Regions from separate parts of the Mus musculus genome. Here regions 1 and 2 are each linked to region 3. Evidence: chromatin contacts called from public promoter capture Hi-C data. All regions are on one chromosome and are shown on one strand. The core of a region is the stretch at or near the end of the contact, and the rest is flanking DNA. Distances in the headings are between cores, read along the strand shown. Region 1 holds the start of Lag3 (lymphocyte-activation gene 3). Region 2 holds the start of Eno2 (enolase 2, gamma neuronal). Region 3 holds the start of Itfg2 (integrin alpha FG-GAP repeat containing 2).

What was found. Promoter capture Hi-C pulls out the DNA fragments that hold promoters and counts their contacts.
Region 1: a promoter capture Hi-C map of cranial neural crest shows a contact between it and region 3. The contact joins the promoter of Lag3 here to the promoter of Itfg2 in region 3.
Region 2: a contact with region 3 is called in a promoter capture Hi-C map of cranial neural crest. The contact joins the promoter of Eno2 here to the promoter of Itfg2 in region 3.

Annotation. Positions count from the first base shown.
Region 1 is chr6:124,909,730-124,913,571 of GRCm38.p6, forward strand. Lag3 (lymphocyte-activation gene 3) reads right to left here and starts at 1,976. Exons shown (of 8, transcript NM_008479.2): 1 at 1,565-1,976; 2 at 1,035-1,182; 3 at 375-667. The coding sequence starts at 1,622.
Region 2 is chr6:124,767,385-124,771,507 of GRCm38.p6, forward strand. It overlaps Eno2 (enolase 2, gamma neuronal), which reads right to left and starts at 2,289. Exons shown (of 12, transcript NM_013509.3): 1 at 2,053-2,289; 2 at 854-953; 3 at 317-412; 4 at 156-214. The coding sequence starts at 938. It overlaps Lrrc23 (leucine rich repeat containing 23), which reads right to left. Exons shown (of 8, transcript NM_001302555.1): 7 at 3,188-3,491; 8 at 2,485-2,779. The coding sequence ends at 3,218.
Region 3 is chr6:128,422,550-128,426,626 of GRCm38.p6, forward strand. Itfg2 (integrin alpha FG-GAP repeat containing 2) reads right to left here and starts at 2,361. Exons shown (of 12, transcript NM_133927.1): 1 at 2,169-2,361. The coding sequence starts at 2,264.

The sequences.
Region 1 (3,842 bases), core at 726-3,225, 3.5 Mb before region 3:
AGACCTGGCCTAAGGACGAGCTACAGATATCTTAGATGAATCACTCTAGCCCCCCAAAGAAGAGGTGCTTCCCCATCTCTACCTCTACAAGGGATGGCACTCCCGCAGTAGGTGGGGGAAAGGGAGTTGGAAGGGGGTGGGGTGATACAATTTCTCCATAGCCCCCTCATCCCCGCCTAAAGGCGAGCGTTTCAGGGGGCACTTTCCAACCTGCCTTTCCATCCTGCCATCAGGGGGCCATCCCTTCTTCTACACTTCTGGAGGTCCTCAGACAGGGTCTAAATCACAACCCCTAGCCATTGCTCTCCCTGCCCCGGGGGAAGCAGGGATCTGCTTCCCAGGCCCTCTCTCTCCCTTTGTCCGGCCCCACCTACTCGAGGCCTGGCCGACGCGCAGGCGGAGACTGCAGGAGAGGGCGCGGTTCGGGAGGCGCACGGTGGCGTGGTACTCGCCCGCATCGGTGCGCAGAGCTGGGCGCAACCACAGAGAGAAGTCCCCGCGCTGGAGGCCGCGCTCCTCCAGCTGCACGTGGGGATGCAGGGGCTGCCTCCCGCTGCGCAGGCCTCCTGGAGCCACGCTCAGCACCGTGTAGCGACCGGGTGCGGGTTGTCTAGGCGAGGGCATCCCCTGGTGAAGGTCAAGGGCCGGGATGGGAGTGGGTTGGCCACTGGTTGGGGAGAGAGAATAGGATTGAGAAATTTGATAAGGCCACGAAGAAGATGCACTCAAGCATGCTTTGAGGATAAAGTTAACCTGCCTAAGAGACCTCTTGACCGTCAGCAGCCTCCCCTCTCCCCCATAACTACCCCTGTCCCCACTTCCGTTGGTCTTCAGCACTATCTGCTACTGGAGAGGTGGGGCACTACAGGATGCCGGTGTGTGGGGAGCAATCCACAGGAAGGCTGTGTGGTTTTAGAGGACACTGAGCTACTGGCTTTAGAGGGGCTCACAAAGAGGACAAAACTGGCTTGGACAGGGTTTTATCCATTAGGACAGGATTGGGAGGTTCTGTTGTTCAACTTTGGAGTTCATACCTGTCTGGTTGATGTTGCCAGATAACCCCTCCTCTTCGTAGAAAGTTAGGATCCAGGTTGGGGGATTTGAGGCTGCAGGGAAGATGGACGGGAGCTCCCTCCTGGGCCCACACCACGGGGAGCTCTTTCCCAGGCCCTGAAGACACAACTAGTGGAACAAAAGAGAGGCCAAGGGCATTGAGCCAAGAGATTGGAGAATAGAGAAATGCCCTGGCTTTCCTAAGAAAGAAACATCATGCCTCCCTGTTGAAGGGAGGCTGAGGCAGCTTTGGGATCTGCCCTTATACAAAGTGATGGTGCACGCCTCTAATCCCAGCACTGGGGAGGCAGAGGCAAGTGGATCACTATAAATTCAAGGCCAGCCTGGTCATCAGAGCCAGTCCCAGGACAGCCAGGGCAACACAAAGAAACCCTGTCTCAAAACACACACACACACACACACACACACCCCTCCCCTCAACAAAAGCATTGGAATATCACCACAGCTAAAGAGACAGCCATAGAGGTCCCTGCTGGACTCTCCACCTTACCTGGAGCTTCCCAAAGCAGTCCCAGAAGCAAAAAGCCAAGGAGCAGGTCCTCCCTCATCTCCTCTATGGCCCGGGCCTCCCCAGCCCTCCAAGGGAGGTTAGAAAAAGGTCCTGGGAGGAGAGAGAGACAGACAGACAGACAGACACACACACACACACAGAGAGAGAGAGAGAGAGAGAGAGAGAGAGAGAGAGAGAGAGAGAGAAGTTCTACAAGGAGGAGGTGAGGCGGAGGGAAAGAATGTAGGGTGAAGAGGACGCCCCAGGAGTGGGGACTGGAGACAGCAGGATGGATAATGATCAGAGGCCCGGGCTGGGACCCAGAGCAGAGTGCAGGCAAACCCACTGCAGCTAGCTAGAACTTGAGCTGCTCCTCCAGACCCAGTCCTTCTGCTTCTCCTCCCCACTGCCCGCCCCCCCAGACCAAGGCGCGGGGTTTCGCTTCGCAGTGGAAAGTGTGAGGGGGCTGATTCCCAGCAGCCGAGCCCTCCTCTCGGTGGTGGCACTCCCCTTGTTTACTTCCTCAGACTCGGGTCTCCCTACCGCCCCCTCTTCACCTCTTCCCCCTCTGTCTCCTCTCTCTCTCTCTCTCTCTCTCTCTCTCTCTCTCTCTCTCTCTCTCTCTGCCAAGCATTTCTGCCTAGAACTACAGCTGTATCTTTAAGCTTCCTCTACTGTCCCCACAGTTTCTTCTTGACTTGCTCTTTCCCATTAACACTGAAAAAAAAAAAAAAAAAAGCCACTGTCCTACAGTCTGCCTGCCTAGCCTTTCAGCATCTCTTGGACAGGTACTCAAGAAGTGTCACCATACCACAAGTTACCAGATCTGGGTAAGGGCTCAGTGGAAAAGTATAGTAGCCACACGGTGTTAACCTTCATTCTATGCTACATATAACTGTATTATACATTTTCCGTAAAGCAACTTGTGAAACTTGATGCGCGCCCCTTTTTGTACAGATTTCGGGACTTGAGGCTCACAGGCATTAAATAACTTGCCAACATTAGGAAGCATGAAGGCAAAAGCTGTCTAGTCCTTAACCCTACTTGCATTATGGGATGGCCTTTCATCTTCTAGGAAGATGACACTGAGAAACTTGGTTTTATGTGTGTGTGTGGGGGGGGGGGGGAGTTCGAGACAGGGTTTCTCTGTGTATTCCGGCTGTCTTGAAACTCACTTTGTAGACCAGGCTGGCCTTGAACTCAGAAATGCGCCTGCCTCTGCCTCCTGAGTGCTGGGATTAAAGGCATGCACCACCTACCACATTCGGCTGGGAAACTTGTTTTAGATGTCTACTTTTATTTATGTGTCTGTATACATAAATTCCCCACCCTGTGTGAATGCTCAGAGGCCTGAAGAGGGTGTCAGATTCCTTGGAACTGGAGTTACAGGTGTTTTGGGAGCCGCCCCATCTGGATGCTCGACATCAAACCTAGGTCTTCTTGAAAGGCAACAAGCACTCATAACTGCAGAACGGCCTTTCCAGCCCTGACAATAGGATGTTTTCCTGTCTTCAAAACCTCCCTCCTCCCCAAGATTCTGTACTTTAAGAAAAAAATGAAGGCAAGGGTCTATGGAGATGGAATAATGCAGGAATCTTATAGCAAGGAAAACTCAAGAGAGACCAAGGTGTCAGCAACAGTGGCATGTGTAAGTCAAGATTTTGGAAGGTGGGGTGAATTGAAGCTGGCTTGCTTGGGCCCATGAGTTCAGGGTCATCCCTGGCTACAAAGTAGATGCTATGCCAACAAAATGAAACTTAAAATAAAAAGGGAAAAAGACCTTTAATCCCAGTACTTACTAGGCAGAGGCAGGTGGCTTTATGTGAATTTCAGACCAGCCAGGGCTGCGTAGTAAGACTATAAAACAAGAGGAACTGAGGCAGGCTAGAGGAACCCAACAACCTTTGCTCCCCAGCTCAGCTGAGCTGAGAAAATGAAGACGATGACAAGGAGACAGGCCTGATAACTAACTCTGGAGTCTTTTGCCGCCCATGTATGAGAACTCTGCTTCCCACGAGTCAAAAATGTGTCCATGCTTGGGAGTTCTCTTTCCAAACTCTAGGTTGAGACATGGGCCTAACAGCCTCTTCCACCTTGGGGGCAGGACTTCCTGTTTCTATCTGCCTGGTTCAGCACAATGGAGCTGGAAGCTTTCCACTGGGCTCAGCAGAGTCTAGATCTTACGTGAGTTAACATGATATAGTGTGCACTGCTGAGGAGAAACCTCCCCAGGAGCCCAAAAACAGGACGTATGTCAGCCCCCAGAGGAAGACCTTGA
Region 2 (4,123 bases), core at 1,039-3,538, 3.7 Mb before region 3:
GGGTGGGGTTTGGGGGGATTGTGGGTTGTTGGTTTTTGCTTGCTTGTTTGTTTGTTTTGCCTCCCCTTGTCCATCCCTGGATCCAAGATTTCTCCTAGGATTCTGTCGTAGCAGCCACCACCCCCACCCCCCACCCCCAAAAGAGCGGGCCTCACTGAGCTGATGAGGGCTGGTGCAATCCTGCTGTTGATGTGGTCCACTGCCTTCAGGACACCTAGAGAAAGGAAAAGGGGGCTGGTCAAGCCAGGAGGAGGGGGTGGAGAGTGAGGAGGGACAGGGGACTGGGGCATGTTAGGAGAGGAGAGCAGTTCATCACCTTTGCCTAAGTAACGCTGTTTGTCCCCATCCCTTAGTTCCAGGGCCTCATAGATGCCGGTGGAGGCTCCACTGGGGACTGCAGCCCGGAAAAGACCTGGAAGAAGACATGCCGTGAGGAAGGAGGGAGGACCCTTTGGGGCCTAGGATTCTCTGAGCCTTCTAGTCTAAACTCTTGCCTGCCACATCCACAAGGTTCCCTGACACTACACACAGATACATGCACTCTCACAGACACCGTGCCATCTGCACGAGCCGGGCCACCTTGTCCGCCCAACTGAGGCCTCATAAGCACAAGTGGGAGGCCTCAGAAACAGGGCTATGCTAGGCAGAGCATGCGTGCTCCTGTGCTCACACTGGCAGGGCCTTTCTCACGCTGAACTAGAACATAGACTCACCGAGCCTGAATCCACGAGCCAAGGAAGATCAGACTCCACAATCCAGCCTTGGGAACCTGGCCTAGCACCCCACAGCCCCTGGATTTGACCCAGCATAGGGGGAAGTAGGAGCTAAGGACAGTCCATGCTCTGCCCATCACCTTTGGCAGTATAGAGATCCACCTCCACGGTGGGATTCCCACGGGAGTCCAAGATCTCTCGGGCCCAAATCTTCTCTATAGACATGATGGCTGGGATCTCCTTGGGTGGAAGTGGAGGAAGGAGAAAGATAAGAGGCTTAGAAGGGTGGAGCCTGAGGCCAGTGGGAGGGGCCAGAGGCTGGGAGGGCTGGCAAAGAGGTTACTGCAGTGGGTAGGGGGTGGGGAGGAGCGGGCTGCAATCAGGCACTGTAGAAGGGGTTCTCCCTTCCCCGTGGAGAGAGGAGAAGGTCAATGCAGTGAGGAAGGGGAGGTCACTGCAGTAGGGGCGGAGTACATCTCATGACAAGATGGGAGAACACCGCAGTGATGAGGGGAGGGGCAAGCAGCGATTTCTTCGCCCCTCAGCAGCTTCACCGACCAGTGGGGTTCCCCTAGACTTCCCCAGGCGGGATGGCTGCCAGACTGGCATTTTTTCCCTTGGATCTTGGAACAGAAAGAAGAGGGGTTGTCTGGGCAGGTGGATCCCCAACTTGACAGCCCATATACACAAGGTCTAGAAAACACTCCGGGGTCGTCACCTCTCTCCCAAACACGAGTTCCTCATTTCAAGAGGAGTCTGGGGACAGCGTCCTGGGACCAGGCCTCCAGTCCCTAGAGGCTACGGTGGGGAATGATGAGGTAGACCCATCGCTTTTCTACCCCCGGACAAATTCCCCACTCCTCCTATCCCTCCCCCAAACATCGGAGAAAATGAAATGTCAGAGAGAGGGGAAGAGAAGGAGGGACCAAAGGACGAGTCTAGAGCAAGTCTGAGGCAGTCAAGGAAGGGTGAGAGGGTATCTTCGCAAACGCAAAAGAAAAAAAGGACGTGCCAGGATAACAACCATCTCCTGTGGAGACATCGAACTTAGGAAACAAATCGGCAGGACCCTAGACGAATACCGGCGCGGGGAGAGGGGCAGGCGAGGGTGGAACCGTGCAGTTAGAGAAGCGGATGCAGAAAGCTGGTACCTAAACCAGGAGGAGGTGACAGCCAGAAAGCCGGGAGCTGTCCGGGAAGGCCAGAGATGGAGGGTGCCAGGGAAGGCAGGTGACAGTCAGGTATGCAGCGTCACCCGCCCGGGTCGCTAAGCCCAGGACAACGGGGAGTGGAGGCGGCAAGGAGCGAGTAAGGGGATGCGGCCCGATACGGGCCTCACCTCGAGGACTGCAGACTCAGTCGGTGGCGTTGGCGGCGGTGGCGGTGGCAGTGGCGGTGGTGACGGCGGCGGCGCAGAGAGAGCAGGAGTGGCGGTGGCTGCGGCTCCCAGCGCGGGCGGGGGGTGGGCAGGGGGCGGCGCCTATAGAGCCGGGAGGGCGCATGTGACCCGGGGGCCCCGATGAGTCAAGAGCTGCAGGCGGAGACGCATGTACGAGCGCGGGTGGTGGTGGGGAACGGAACGGGTGGGGGAAGGGCTGGGGCGATCCAGGACCAGGCTGGCAACCCCTTAAGCACACGGATGCTCATAACCCATGTCCAGCCAACTCGAGGGAAACAGGCGTCGCCTCATTCCAGTACTGCGGCAGGTACTAACCCAGACGGGTGGAAAAGCCCACCCACAGGGGTTCAGGAACTCGGTCACACACAAAAATATAAAAAAATGCCTTTTTATTTGAAACCTCAACTGGCCCATCACAGCTCACTTCCTCAGCGCCTCTCTATAGACAACACCTACTAGCATCCTAGTTTTACCCCCGACCTGTGCTTAGGAGTTCAGGCCCACAGAACAAGCCACACAGACAGATGACTGCCAAGGAGCCTTGGGATGTGATGGATTTCCAGTCTGGGACAAAAAGGAGCATCTCCCACTTCCTGTGACGGGGCTATGAATGTGGTGGTCCCCCACTGGAGTCTTATCAGTTCTTGGGGCCAGTGTCCATGGCTTCCTGGAAAGAGAGAAGAGAAATAAATCAATCGTGTGCCCCAGGCCTCTCAGTCTCTGCCTCACTCTGCCCTCCTTTCGCCTCCCCACCCTGGTGTCCTGTTATTTTTAGCTTCAGATTTTGAGTGCAGGATCTTTTCCCTGGCCCAGCTACATCCTCCACGCACCACCGGCCACCTCTTTCCCTCCTGAGCTCCTTCCCACCAGTCGTCTCTACCAGCTATACAGCGGTCTTCACCCCACCCCCACCCCCAATTAGTTCTTCTCTCTACTGTGGTCTCCTGCGTGTCTTATCACTTTCTGGGCCCCTCTCATCTTTCCTTCATATCTAAGCTATCTCCAGCCCCTAACTCTGGCCTCTCGTCCCGTGTGCCCAGCCTTTGACCTCCTGGGGCTGTCTTCCTGGCATCACCTTTACTGTCCCTGCAGGCTGGAAGAGCCACTAAACTGGTGGCAAGTACGGTTCCATGTCCTGGTCCGGATCGAGATCTTGATCCTGTTCCTCCTTCAGCCTCTGACGGATCTCCTCGGCCTCTGCCCGGTCATCATCCTCATAGAATTCTTTGTCCAGGCGCTCAAGGTGCGCCATCTGCACCAGGGCCTCCTGGCGGTAGTCGGTCTCATCCGCACATGGGTTGTCCAGCAGCACCAGGGCTCGAAGTTTGGGCAGGTCCCGCAGTTTGGCCAGCTCTGCCAGATCACTAATCATATTGCTCCTGTGGATGGGGTTGGGGAGGGGTTAACTCTCAGGAAAATGGGCTTTGATTGTCAGCTAGGAATTGGGCTGCCTTTGTAAGAGGAAGCAACTCTGGGCTCCCCGAAAGCAATGATGGTTGAGGACCGGTAGCAATGATGGTTGAAGAGGACTTGGCTGGATGCATTTCCCTAATCCCTATGCTTCACAGAATCCCTAAATGCCATGTGATGTGTCATCTTTGGGGCCTAGCAGTGGTGGCATATACCTTTAATCCCAGCACTTGGGAGGCAGAGGCAGGTGGATTGCTGAGTTCGAGGCCAGCCTGGGCTACAGAGTGAGTTCCAGGACAGCCAGGGCTACACAGAGAAACCCTGTCTCGAAAAACAAACCAAAACAAAAAAGTTGGAGCAGCAAAGCTAGGCCTCATCCCAGCTTGTATTCGGAGAAGAGGGGCAGATGTCCCTTGTGGGAGCAAACATTTTGTGTCAGGGGTTGGAAGGATCAGGTGAGCAGAGGAGGAGCCGGGGCCCAAGAGTGGGGTGCTATGGGGTGGGGGCGCTTCCTTGGGGAAGGAACGGAGAGCTAGGGATGGATTGGGCCTCCCAGCTTGAGTAAAAAGTCTTCTAATGTACTTCTTTCTAGAACTCTGCA
Region 3 (4,077 bases), core at 1,111-3,610:
CATACAGTAGCATTTACACATTATCTCAACTACATTTTAGTTCTTTTTTTTTTTTTTTCTTTTTTGGTTTTTCAAGACATGGTTTCTGGGTAGCTCTGGCTGTCCTAGAACTGGCTCTGTAGATGAGACTAGACTAGAACTCAGATATCTGCCTGCCCTTGCTTTCCGAATGCTGGGACGAAAGACATGCATCATCCCATCCAGCTTAATTCTTATTCTTTTATTTATTTTTGTGGTACTGAGAATTCAATCCAGGGCTTTGTTCATAGTCAGGCAAGTGTTTGGTAGCTACATCCCCAGGCTGCTACCATATACTTTAAATCGTCTCAAGGGCTAAATACAGACCCATACTGCATATACTTTGGTCAGTGGTAGGCTCCATATATCAGGATAAATACATTCAGGTTTGTGTAAGCATACACTATAATGTTAGGACAGGGGGCTGGTGAGATGGCTCAATGGGTAAGAGCACTGGCTGCTCTTCTGAAGGTCCTGAGTTCAAATCCCAGCAACCACATGGTGGCTCACAATCACCTGTAATGAGATCTGACGCCCTCTTCTGGTGCATCTTAAGTCAGCTACAGTGAACTTATGTATAATAATAAATGAAGCTTTGGGCTGGAGCAAGCAGGGACTGAGCAAGCTGAGTTGACCAGAGCGAGCAGAGGTCCTAAAATTCAATCCCCAACAACCACATGAAGGCTCACAACCATCTGTACAGCTACAGTGTACTCACATACATAGAATCAATCAATCAATCAATCAATATTTTAAAAAAATGTTAGGACAGCAAAGTAACCCAATAATGCATCCCTCAAAGTATCCACCGTTAGGTTATGCAGGACTGAAGCTGCTGTGCTGTGCTGTTTAGGTAATGGTGTCAAGAAATGAAATCTGAAAGCTGGGTGTGGTGGCGCACACCTTTAATCCCAGCACTGGGGAGGCAGAGGCAGGCGGATTTCTGAGTTCGAGGCCAGCCTGGTCTACAAAGTGAGTTCCAGGACAGCCAGGGCCATACAGAGAAACCCTGTCTCGAAAAAACCAAAAAAAAAAAAAAAAAAAAAAAGAAAGAAAGAAAGAAAGAAAGAAATCTGAACATACTAGGTACAGTCCCATTTTTTTTTTTTTTTAATATTTCCTATGGTAGGCCTGGCGGCGGGGGTGGGGTGGGGCTGCTAATACTGTTAACACTAACAGTTCCAGAGCCTTAACTGTGTGCCTGTCATCGTTCTACCTGCTTAATGTGCATTTATTTATTTAAATGACGAGAAAAGCATCAACTGCCTAGGAAAGAAAAAAAGTAGGTAGAAATTGCTTTTGTATTTCAACGAAGAGGTAACACTACAAAGTCGCCAGACACCTGAGTCAATTCTGGGTAGGCACAGTAGAAGCCTCGCATGGTCCACACTGATTATGGGGTATCTGCGGTAGGTTGGAGGCAGCAGAGATATCTACCGGTTAATTCCAGTGTAGGAGCAATACAACAGTGTGGCAATAGCAGCCAAGAGTGTGGGCAAGCATGGTAGCATGGGGAATGGGGGGGGGGGGAGGGAAAGCTATAGGTAGAGGGATATTATTAAATGCAATTTACAGGTTAAAAAATGGGCTTTGAAATGTAAAGATGTTTTGCAAGGGAATTGCGGCTACGAAAGGAAATAACGCGGGAAACAGGCTTTTACAACCTCCTATCCTGACAATCACTGAACTGTGCAAGAGAACCAACAACCTGTCTTCTTAAAATTAATGATAAAAAAATAAAATATGGCTGGAGTGATGACTCAGCGATAGGACATTAGCTCTTCCAGAGGAATGGGGTTTAATCCCCAGCAGTGGCAGCTCACAAATGTCTCTAACGCCAGTTCTAGGGGACCCAGCGTTCCTCTTCTGGCTTTTACGGGCACTGCTCACACACGGTACACAGACACACATGCAAGCAAAACACTCTACACATAAATTTTAAAGCTAAAACAAAAAATAACTACTAGAGGCTCTGGCCCAACTAAGCCTCCTGCAGTGACGGTCTCAGAGCGATACTGTCAATCAAAATTTTCTGTTCCGCACGCCATGTTGACTCCAGTGCGCAAGCGCACAACACGCCATCGTGTCGTTCCCACCACCCCCATCTCGCTCCGCCCAAATGCAGTGGTTTGCAGTGCGCATGCACTCACCGCGTCGTTATCCACGTCTCCGAGGCAGATGGCGTGCGGGAAGAGACTCCCGCTGAAATCCAGCGCCACGCGCTGCACATAACTAACCGACCTCATGGCACTCTGGAGGGCTGAGGTGCCGGGCCACTGCACCAAAACGACCCCCGAGCCCTCAGGACAGCCGTGCACGCGTGTCAGGCCACCGAACCGGAAGTCTACGTCACCGCTTAAGCCTTGAGTTCCGGCTTTCTTCCCCTAACCTTAGGGGAGGAGGCGGGCCTTCCGTGCCAGGAGCTGACTTGATACCTGGGGCTTGACCTTTTTCTCTGAGGGGGATTCAGACCATCCCTCGGGTCATAGTAATAGCCGTCATAATTAACAGCTTTGTTTTCCAACAATTTTTATGAAATTCCCTAATGGAGTTGTCAACGCAATGTAGTGGATTACAACCCACGTTAAAAAAAAAACAAAAACAAAACTTAAGGGGCCAAAAATAGAGCTCAGCAATTAAGAGCACTGGCTGCTTGCTCTTGTAGAGGACCCTGGGAAGATTCCTAGCCCCGACATGGTGCTCGCACCCATCCATCTGTAATTCCAGTTCTAAGAAGTCCGACGCCAGACAACCTCTTCTGGCTTCCCAGGCACCTAGGTGATGCACACATACACATGTAGCAGGAGAGCCACCACAAAGATTTTAAAAATATGAAAACAGACAAAGAGAAAAAGATCTAAGTAGTAAATCGTGTTATTTTGTTAAAGCCTTGTTTTGGGGATATATATATATATATATATATACCCTGGATTATAATGAAAAAATTATGCTGTGTACTTTATGGGCAGCAGTTTGAAAAATACCTATTGCAAAGCACACCTTACATGTATTATTTAATCAGCAAAATTATGTAAGCTTTATTGTTTCTTCAGGTGAGGAAACCATGTTCATCAAGATTGAGTAACTTTGCAGAAAGTGGTAGACGTGAGATTCAAACCAAGATGTCTGATGTAAAATGTTAGAGCTCTTTTGTCACTATTGCAGTTCCCATGGAAGTGAAGGCTGCTGGGATTCTGGACCCGAGGCATGATGTAGCCCCACCCCAGCACAAAGAGACCTGTTTCTAGTGGCCTTACTCTAGTTTAGGTGGGGCCATTATTCTCATGACTGGGGCTGCTTGGGATACTTTCCCTGATAAACCAGGTTCTGCCTTTCTTCTGAGATGTGATCAAGGCAACAGGAGTGTTAGTTAAACTACATGTGGTAGTGCTCGCCTGTAATTCTAGCACCTGGGAGGCAGAGGCAGGAGGATCAAGAGATCAGTATCAGCCTTGGCTGTGTAATTCTATGTCAGCTTTGGTTACATGAGACCCCATCTCCAACAAAAAGTCAATAAAAACAAAAGACACTCGATAGAAATTCCTGTAGTCCTGGCGCTAGGGACGCAGAGGCAGCAGTTCAGGATTATTGTCAATCACATGCAGTCTGAGGCCAGCCTGAAACACACTGAGACTCTCTTAAGGAGGAAAACCCTTTAGTTTTACATGTGCAAGCTAATCTACATTTGGCTTCTCATCTTAGGGGGTGCTGGACCAGAGATGTCCTACGTTCTATGTCAAAGGTGGTGAAAGAAGTCTGAGATGAGAGACCTTTCTACCCTAGAGGAAAGGATGGATTTGGTTTTCGTGGCTCTGACAGCTCAAAGTAGAAAGGAAAAAGGCACTGCAGATCCATTCCCAGTTACCAGTCCCTGTTACTGGTAGTGAGCTGTGGGGATGGCTACAACCCTTAGAAGGTCTAAGTCACCTGGGTATACCCGGTGCTATAAACTCACCTGCTGTCATCTCGTTCTATTAGGGAGAAAACAGAACCAAACTTAAAGTGTTTGTGCTTGAATATAACCAGCAATTTATGTTTCGTTGTACTTAGCTGCTTTCT